3 separate regions of the Mus musculus genome follow, and all the other regions are linked to region 1. The links are chromatin contacts, called in public HiChIP or PLAC-seq and promoter capture Hi-C maps. All regions are on one chromosome and are shown on one strand. The core of a region is the stretch at or near the end of the contact, and the rest is flanking DNA. Distances in the headings are between cores, read along the strand shown.

What was found. Promoter capture Hi-C pulls out the DNA fragments that hold promoters and counts their contacts. HiChIP or PLAC-seq counts read pairs in DNA pulled down with a chosen protein or histone mark.
Region 2: a promoter capture Hi-C map of liver shows a contact between it and region 1, with 2.6 times the contacts expected there. The contact joins the enhancer-like site here to the promoter of Enpep in region 1. A contact is called at or near these places in 9 of 39 promoter capture datasets (the 3T3-L1 cell line, the C10 cell line, HPC-7-derived erythroid cells and 6 more), 1 of 15 datasets of contacts at CTCF or cohesin (large pre-B cells), 1 of 115 datasets of contacts at active chromatin or transcription factors (large pre-B cells) and 2 of 9 other capture datasets (adipose tissue and liver).
Region 3: a contact with region 1 is called in an H3K4me3 HiChIP or PLAC-seq map of the 230-238 cell line, with 20 read pairs. The contact joins the enhancer-like site here to the promoter of Enpep in region 1. A contact is called at or near these places in 7 of 39 promoter capture datasets (the C10 cell line, the SN4741 cell line, liver and 3 more), 2 of 115 datasets of contacts at active chromatin or transcription factors (the 230-238 cell line and embryonic stem cells) and 1 of 9 other capture datasets (adipose tissue).

The regions. Positions count from the first base shown.
Region 1 is chr3:129,331,026-129,334,460 of GRCm38.p6, reverse strand. Enpep (glutamyl aminopeptidase) reads left to right here and starts at 1,712. Exons shown (of 20, transcript NM_007934.3): 1 at 1,712-2,599. The coding sequence starts at 1,980.
Region 2 is chr3:129,468,450-129,471,596 of GRCm38.p6, reverse strand. No RefSeq gene overlaps it. Among named protein-coding and RNA genes, the nearest start is that of Gm35787, 47 kb to the right of the region's middle. Within about 2 kb of position 1,291, at least 56 of the 459 cell types and tissues checked have an H3K27ac peak or open chromatin away from gene starts, as enhancers often do. A contact at or near this core is called in liver and pre-B cells, where this site is marked.
Region 3 is chr3:129,552,087-129,555,251 of GRCm38.p6, reverse strand. All of the region lies in intron 2 of Elovl6 (ELOVL family member 6, elongation of long chain fatty acids (yeast)), which reads right to left. Among named protein-coding and RNA genes, the nearest start is that of Gm35986, 21 kb to the right of the region's middle. Within about 2 kb of position 1,496, at least 130 of the 459 cell types and tissues checked have an H3K27ac peak or open chromatin away from gene starts, as enhancers often do. A contact at or near this core is called in the 230-238 cell line, embryonic stem cells and pre-B cells, where this site is marked.

The DNA of each region.
Region 1 (3,435 bases), core at 463-2,962:
GGTTCTTTGGGCATCATGCACACACATGGTGCACAGACATGCATGCAGGCAAAGCACTCATATACATAAAAGTAAATTCGAATAGAGAACTCACCAAAAAAAAAAAAAATACCCAGAAGATTAAGACAGGTGTGGGGAGTGAACTGACAGATGAACTAAACTGGGAAGTTATTCTGTAGTGTGTGTTCTCTCTTGGAAGCTCACAGTGTCAGGATTTGAAGACTTTGGAAAGAAAGAAAAAGAGGTCAATAGAGAAGATTCTAATTGTGTGTGTGTGAGTGTGTGGTATGTATGTGTATGTGTGTGCATTTACATGTGTGTGGAGGCAGAGGATGGACAAACTTGGCTGCCATTCCTCAGACAGACAACCATCTTGGCTTTGCTCTTAACTCGCCAAGTGGGCTAGGCTGAGGAGTTGGTGAGCTTCAATGATCCCGTTGCCTACACCTCTCCAACACTGGCATTCCGAGTTTTATACCATTATACTTGGGCTTGTTTGTTTGTTCGTTTGTTTGTTTTTTTTTTTTTAATGTGGGTACTAGTAACCAAACTCAGGCCTTCGTGCCTGCTGCAAGGCACAAACTTACTAAGCCATCTCCCCAGACAGAGATTTTAATGTTATCTTACCTAGACCATGGGAATTGCTCTTTGGAAAATGCTAAGCCTTTAATAATCATTTAATCTTGAATATTCCTTCTCTTTATATAAGAAAATCTGTGCAGTGCAGTAACTACATGGCCCTTCAACTCAGACACCAATTCTGCTACTGCCAGCTGCGTGTCCTTCACCATCTCTATAACAGGCAGCCAAATAGAATCAATTGCATGGGATTGTGGGAAAAAATTTGTATGCTAGTTTCTATAAAGTACCTTATAGAAAATACTATATATAATTCTCAAAACCTCCATAGCTACATTACGTTTGCATTGCCATTGTCAGCAATGGCTAGTGTTTGCAACTTGGCTACTCATAAGAAGTTGTAATCCTCTATGCATACCTTCACTCCCTACCAATGACATCATTGCTAATGGCTCTCTGGTAGGGCCAGCCATTACAGCTGCTATCTGCTCCAAAGCTGACATACTATTCCTAAGTTTGCAGAGCATACTCTCGTTTTGGGACAAACTCTCAGACTTTCCAAAGTTCCCCCTCCCCCCCTCACTCTCCTTCCCCTTTTTCGGCTTTCCTGACCTGGCCAGTTGCTTCGCATTTCCCCTTCTGCCTTCCATCTACCTGCCTTGGACTACCTGGTCCTGTAACTCTGTCACTGACTGACTAAATGATCCTTAAACTTAGAAACTCCTCCAAGTATCGAACTCTAAGATATGATTTCCGCAGAGGGCAGAAATGGAATGTTTACATAATTTGAAGGAAAAGAGGAGGAGAAAAAAAAAAAAAAAACAACAAAAAAATCACGCTTAGCTTCTTTGGCAAGCAACCTAATAAAATAGTGAAATTTAAGAAGCCCTTTGGCTGAGAGAGCCCGGCTGCTCACACAGCAAGAAGAAGCCCTAGATCTGATGGCAAAGGTTGCGTTTTCTATCGTAAGCACACCTCTTTGCCAAGTGATTTCTCTGAAGCTGACAGAGGTTTGGCAACATCTCCACCTCTCCCAACCCCCACCCCTTTGCTGTATTGGCCGATAAGCTCAAGCCCTGTTTTATATTTAACTCGCTCCAGTTCAGAAGGGGCAGGCCTGGGGAGACGCTGTTTATATAGCGCTGAGCCAACATTCTCATCAGTCCTCCTCCTTCAAGTCAGCTTCTCTTCTGCGTCTCCATCCTACTCCTTGGTCTCCGCATTCATCCTGGAGTGGCCGGTGGGGACGAGCAGGACCGGGAAGAGGGAGAGGTGTGGGAAAGCGAAGCCAAGCTGCCAGGGATCGGACGCCTTCCAATTGAAAAGGGAAGTCAGCTGACAAGGAAAGTTAGTTAAATTTAACATCCTTTCATGTGTAACATCTGACTTCGGGGGAGAAAATGAACTTTGCAGAGGAAGAGCCCTCCAAGAAATACTGCATTAAAGGCAAACACGTGGCCATCATCTGTGGAGTAGTGGTGGCAGTTGGATTAATAGTGGGACTTTCTGTGGGTTTGACCAGGTCGTGTGAGCAGGACACAACCCCAGCTCCTTCCCAACCTCCTCCGGAAGCCAGCACTGCCCTCCCTCCTCAGGACCAGAATGTCTGCCCTGACAGTGAAGATGAAAGCGGAGAATGGAAAAACTTCAGGCTGCCTGACTTCATCAATCCAGTTCACTACGACCTGGAGGTGAAGGCCCTGATGGAGGAAGACAGGTACACGGGAATAGTGACCATCTCTGTCAACTTGAGCAAACCCACTCGTGACCTATGGCTCCACATCAGGGAGACCAAGATCACCAAGCTGCCGGAGCTAAGGAGGCCCTCTGGGGAGCAGGTACCAATTCGACGGTGCTTCGAGTATAAGAAGCAGGAGTACGTGGTGATCCAGGCTGCAGAAGACCTTGCGGCCACCAGTGGGGACAGTGTCTATCGGCTGACCATGGAGTTTAAAGGCTGGCTGAACGGTTCCCTTGTGGGTTTTTACAAAACCACCTACATGGAGGACGGGCAAATCAGGTATGTGCTGTGTGGTGCTGTGTGTGTTACTGTGTGTAGTGCAGAGCTGTGTTATGCTGTGTGTGGTGGGACGAGGTGTGATACAGTGTGGTGCTGTGCTGTGTTGTGTTGTGTTGTGTTGTGTTGTGTTGTGTTGTTTTGTTCTGTGTGCGGTGCGGTGCGGTGCTGAGCTGTATGTGCTACTATGTGCAGTGTGGTGCTGTGTTATGCTGTGTGTGGTGGGACGAGGTGTGATGCAGTGTGGTGCTGTGCTGTGTTGTTCTGTGTGCGGTGCAATACAGTGCTGTGTGGTGCTTCCTCTGAACCCAGTTTCTGCAGTGTTTATTTTTGCCTTTTCTCTTTGCTTCCCATCTCTTGTGTTTTGTGGGTCTGATCCCTATCTGCCCTTGCTTTCAATTCTGCTTGTTCATCTGAGAAGTAAGATGTTTTGCCTTCTTGTAATTTGAAAATGTATCACCAACTCGAAGTTGTAAATACAATGCCAGTTGTAGAGAATTCAGTAATAGTGAATAATTGTAAATACAATGCCAGTTGTAGAGAATTTATTAATGACACCGGGATAAATCGCAACTGCATCTGACTCTACACATCCACACAAAGTGCCTCAGAGGTTTATGAATATAAGTATTTGATAAATTTCACTACTGGTGTTTTGGGGCTATATCACAGTGATTTCACAAGGGATGACAATTTCATTTGCAATGACAATTACATTAAGTGTCAATTGTTATTTCGTGCAGTTTACTGGAGAAGAATCGTAACGAAAATTACAAAAGATATGACGGGTCCTTAGGTGTTCATCTAAGAAGAAAAGCCTGGCTGTGTTTTCTCTTCTT
Region 2 (3,147 bases), core at 42-2,541, 140 kb before region 1:
AGGGGTTTGTGATATGGGTAGAGGCAAGTTTACAAGTCCAGAAATCCAGGAAGCTAATGTACTGAAGTTACCCCTCACCTCATTGAACGGGAGTTGAGCAAACTCTTGCAGGTCAGTGGCAGGTCAACATTGTACTAGGGGTTCATACCTGGGGGTGGGGGAGAAGATATGGTATAATGTCAAAAAATGACAGAATGAGAGAGAGAGACAGAGAGAGAGAGAGAGACAGAGAGAGAGAGAGACAGAGAGAAAGAAGAGGGAGAGGAGATGCAGGAGGTGAAAGACAGAGAGAGAGAGAGGGAAGAGATAGAGAGACGAGGCAGGGCTTGGGGGAAAGAAAGAGAGTTAGATGCCTTGGCTTTAGTCCCAAGCTTGATAGTTTTATCTCAACAATATTGTCTTCCTAATTTTTCTTATATGTAAATTGAAAAACGGGATTATGTCTGTTGTTAGTGTGTGTGTGCATGCATGTGTGTGTGTTTGTGTGCATGTGTGTGTGTGTGTGTGTAAGACAGGATATACCTGGACAGTGAATCTCACTGGCCTCCTTCACAGACATGAATACTTATCTTCCCTTTGCTTTCTCCCGGGAATTTGGGAGATTGCTTCTCTCAGACCTGGAACAGGCAATGTTCCTTCCACTGTTCTTAGGTTTAGGAGTTTATACTAGGCCCCTTTCCCCGTTATCTGCTAACAGTAAAAGATTATAATTCACTTGAAGTTGGGGGTGCATGGTCTCTTTATATTACCGCAAATCTCATTTAAAAATGTTGATCTCTTTACGCTCTTAGACAATTCTTTCTGTATCTAAGTGAGGCCAGTGTATTTGAAGAAGGGGCAAATTTTGCATAATGAGCCCTTTCTAGGAAGCTCTGGTTTTTTCTAAAGATTTTTTTTAAAGATTTATTTATTTATTATATGTAAGTACACTGTAACAGTCTTCAGACACACCAGAAGAGGGCATCTGATCCCATTACAGATGGTTGTGAGCCACCATGTGGTTGCTGGGATTTGAACTCAGGACCTCTAGAAGAGCATTTAGTGCTCTTAATCTCTGAGCTATCTCCCAGCCCTTTTTTCTAAAGATTTCGTACATGGAGCTGGAGAGTTGTCTCGCTGGATAAGAGTGTGTGGTGTGAAAGCCAGACAACCTAGGCTCAAGTCCCCAGCATCTGTGTAGAAGGCTGGGTGTGGGTGCACATGCCTCTCACCTCTCAAGGCAGTACTGTTCAGAGGACCGAGTTACCCAGAGCCAGGCTGACTCCATGATACGCTGCAAACTGGCAGTTTGAGAGACTAGGCCTGGGTTTCTGTTTCCAAGAAATGAGAACCTGGATCCAGGAAGCTGTGGTCAGCCACAGCTGCATGCAGCCAAACCGAGGACATCTTGTCATCCGGTCTGAAGTAAGAATAGGTAGATAGAATGAATAAATGACAGCCCCTACCCCCCCCCCCCCAGCCAGGGAGGTCTCTAGAGCCCTAACCAATTGTAGAATCAGTCAGATCCCTATGCAGCTAACTCATCAAAATAAAAGGGCACACACCTGTCCCTGGAATTCTCCTAACTGACAATAAAAGCTGAGCTTGTATGCTCACTAGGGGTCTCCATTTCCAAATGGGGAGACCCCTGCATGCAGGAAATTCAGCTGAATAAAAGCTCTTGGCTTTTGCATACTGTTTAGGTCTGGGGTATCACTCTTCTGCAATTATTGAACCCTAACACTGTGGAGCAGAGACAGATTCTAGGACTTGCTGCTGAGTCTCCGGTTCAATGAGAGACGTGTCTCTGCAGTGCAGTTAGAGGAAGATGCCTGGTGTCAGCCTCTGGCCTTGACAGGTAGCATCCTGAGTCTATATACCTGCACACATGTGCACACAACAGACACACATAAAATAAATATTTCCACATGAAAAAATTTCCAATGATTTGTAAACAATACTGTATGCAAACACTAAAATTGGTATGAAAATCTGTGACCCACCCCCATGGCCCCCAATTGAGGTTCCCAATGTTCTAGGCTGTGATGGTATTATTTTATGTTTTGACAATACTTAAATGAAAAGATGCAACAGTGGGTAGGATAGCTGACCAAGCCAGCTCAGTCGGTCAACAGGTTCTCCAGAGCAGGAGTGAGGATTAAAAAGAAAAAAGACAATTAGACAACACTGTGGCATGACCCCAGACAGTTCTGAGACTGAGGCAGGTTTATTTCTTTTTCCCAAACTGCTTTTATACCATTTTAATTACATGCAGGTAATAAGATCAGTTCTAGGCTGAGGAACAAGCAAGACAATAAACACAAATAGGCCAGGAACAAGCAAGGCAATAAACAAAGTCCCATGATCACTCTCATGATCACTATTTCTAAGGGCTTATCAGGATGACCAAGGTATCTGAGCCTACTTCCCTGTCCTAGCCCAAAGTCATATTCATGCCTAAAGCCTACTTCTTTGTTCTACCTTAAAAATCAGATTCCTGCCTGACCTTACTTCCCTGTTTTAGCCTAAAATTAGAGTCCTGCCTGAGCTTACTTCCTTGTCATGGCCCAATGTCAGACCCCTGCTAAGTGGCCCCAAAAGCTCTCCACAGATAGCAATATCAGCGCGAGGACCAGAAATGTTCACTATGCTATTTAGAAGATACTTTAAAGATTTACTTATTGAGACAGCCTCTTGCAGCACTGGCTGGCCTGGAACTTAGCTATATAGTCCAAGTTACCTTTGAACTTATGTGCAATTCTCTTGCCTCAGTCTCCCAGGCACTGGGATTTATAGACATGTATTATCATGCCTGGCTCTGAAAGAAAGATGAAATTTTAAGACCTGTAAGTCATATAAAGTACTCAGAAATTGCTGGTTGTTTGTGAGCCTAGAGGCTGCCTGGGGCTGAGAACAAAGAAGAACAAACCCGGGCATGCCCCGTTGTTAAAGCATTCCTGGGAACAGCTTGACCATAAAGATAAAGAGGAATGTGAGGACGTAACAGGGCTATATGAACTGAGTCGACAACCATCTGGCCCAGCACCTCCCTCTGCCCATTGCCCTTTGACTCAGTTTAAAGTCATAAATTAGCCAGATACTCTGCTAGCATTGATAAACATCCAACTCACAGAACCCTGACACCTGACCTGCACGTATTCCTTTTGC
Region 3 (3,165 bases), core at 247-2,746, 220 kb before region 1:
AAAAAACCAAAACCAACCAAACAAACAAACAAAAAACTTAGCAGTTTTGCATGTGTGTGCATGTGCACACTGCAGTCAGGCTCAAGACTGGGACCATCTCCAACCAGATGGCACATGCTCACTGGGGTCAAGCAAGATGGTGACTGGCCTCCTTTGACTTCTGTACTACCTTAAAGTAAGTACCTTTTCCTCGGTTTTGCTGGTCACAATATTTTCACTTACAATGGCCCCTAAAACTAAAATGCTGTAAAATGTATAATCCTCTTAAGCACAAAGATGAGACACATTTTGTAAAGAAACACATTAAATGAGCTGCTTTGTCAAGTGAGCTGGTGGCAGTGAACAGATGATATATATACAAGTTGTCTTTAACCGAAGCACACATAAAATAAGGTTACACATTGACCAGTCAGTCAAGTGTTTGACTAGAGACTCTCAGAAACCTACCTCTGTATCTCCCCTGGGAGCAATGGCTCAGGACTCCCCATGTACTGAGCAAACATACAGGTTTGAGAAGAAAGAGCAAGGTCCACCTGCATACCTGTGCACTGAAATATTCCCTCTGACCTACTTCTCCACCTACACACAACAGACAGGGTGGGACTTAAGAGAGGCCTCAACAAGCCTGAGACAGGCATTAAATGGAAGCAAGGCCATGTGATGGCTGCAGACCAGTTTTCTGGGAGTGTGAGTAGCAGGGCAGCAACATCCGCCTCGACTCCTGGCCCTGACAACTCCCAGCGTTGGCACTGATGGGTACCACCTACGGCTAACTAACACCCACTGTTAGCCAATCCTAGGACATTCAGTCTACATACGCTGAAAGACTGTAACAGGAAACTTAATTCGACCTGAGGACGAGACTAATTCCTGATCTGATCTCAGAATATATTAAACAGTCTAAGTCAGCCATCGCCGGCTGCATTCTGCCCAAACAACTCCTGAACTATAAAAAAGAAAACAAAAGCTTTCTTAACTGGCTGGCCCTGATGCTCGGGAGACGTTAGGAGTGCTGGCACAGGCTAGGAGCCCCTGCATATCAGGAGGTTAAAGTAGGAAGACACAAGATTGAGACCAGCCTGGGTTACACGATGAAACTGTATCAAATGTGAAACAAGGAACTAAAGCTTGCAATATAATTTTTAAAAAGTCTTAAAGGGGGTGCAACGCCATTCCGATATTTTAAATCCGTACTTCCATAATAACGAGTTCTACATTTAATCACGATTCAAATAATGGAAGTTTCACTGATTTTGCAGTCTTTCTGAGTTAGACTTGGCGAGTTTCCTGTCGCCCCTAGCTTTCCTGGTGGACTAAACCCTCAAACCAACAGAGCCTCGCCACACGTCTGTTTTCCTGTCAGTTCAGACACAGATGGGAAATTACAGGTACAGGATAAATGTGCACCCAAGATGTTTCTACATACTGTACCACCAATGTCACCAAACTAGCATTTAAACCCATGCCGAAAATGTGACACGAGACAATGCTGTCCCTGAGTACAAGCAACTGCTAAGACATCGTGATACGTTCCTTTCTTGATAAGATTGTCAGTGGACCACTTGATATACAAATAAAAATTCTACATGGAATTCCTGCTTGTATTATAAACAAAATTTATTTAAAAACAACAACAACAAAAAGAAAAGAAAAGGGGAGGGGAGGGGAGGGGAGAGGAAAGAGAAGAGAAGAGAAGAGAAGAGAAGAGAAGAGAAGAGAAGAGAAGAGAAGAAAGGGGCTGAGGGGTGGCTCAGTCAGTAACGTGTTTACCAGGCAGACATGAAGATCTGGGTTTGAGCCTCAAAAACCACACAGGAAAAGGGCAGGCTCGTGCTTGGCTCCCCGGGACTTGGGGGCCAATCAAGCCAGCCATATCAGCACGTTCCGGGTTAGTGAAAAAACCATAAGGCGGGGACTACGGAGATGGTGCAGCAGCTAGGAGAGCCTGCTGCTCCTCCAGAGGACCAAGACAGGGTAGCTCACAACAGCCTTTGACTCTAGCTTCAGAGGATCTGACTTCTTCTGGCCTTGGTGGACACTTGCACATACGTGTCATACGTTTACACAGACACACATAAAGATAAATAAAAACAATAAGAATAAAGCTAAAAAAAACAAAACAAACCCCAAACCCAAAAATTGAACATTTCCTAAGAAATGACACCTATGGCTTATCCGTGCCCAAAGGCTTTAAACCCTTTCAAGCACAAACCAAGGGAATTCAGCGCTGTAGCTCAGTGGTTGAGAGCTTGCCTAGCACGACTGAAGATCCTGGGTTCTATACTCAGTACAGAGGGAGGGAGGGAGGGAGGGAAACATCCCAGGATATGAAATTGTTTTGTCCTCCCTGTGAGCCAAGGTGAACGTTCTGACTTTCCACAGTTGCAATAGGAAGCCTATGAGGATGTGAAACAACTGGGTAAATTTTTAAATATTTAAACATTTTTTTAAAAAAAATCAATGTTAACATACTTACAGCTTATATCCATGTAGCACTACTGAATGCTTTACTTACATAAACTCAGACACCAGCACAGCAACCCTACTGGCAAGTTTTCTCATGTGGAAAAGTCAGTTTGCATCCAAAGAGGGTACTCCTGCCCACATATCCTGCTTCCTGCCCCCTCGCCAGCTTCCTGCCCGGCTCCAGCTGTGAAACCACCTTTACCTCGTGAAAGCCACTTCTGCACAGTGCTCTGATTCCTCTCTTCACAGACCCTGCCACACTGCCTGTCTCTGGTGCTGAGACCTGAGTCCCTCACGGTCCCTCCCGGCTGCTGGGCCTGTCCGTCCAAGGCATGAAGAGGGCTAATCATTCCATTCCTCCAACAGTCCATGTCAGCCCTTGGAGCCCTCCATCTCAGATGTTACAGTAATCATTTGTTTGCACTTGGATTTTTTAAAGGGATGGGCTTGATTTCTCCGCAGGTGATTCAAGCCAGATTAGACAATATTTAAGGCAAATTTATTGGGAAGCTGCTCTTGGGAGAGGTCACTGGCCCCAAGGATTGAGGTCAAGGGAGTCTCCGGAGGGCAGGGGGTGGCTGAATAGGGAGAGAGGAGGGAGGGAGAGCCCAAAATGTCTGCATTATATAGGGAGGAGCCTCTGGGGGAAGGGCAGCCCAGCCCCTGGGCTAGAAAGTTCAAGGTTGGGGGTGGGTCAAG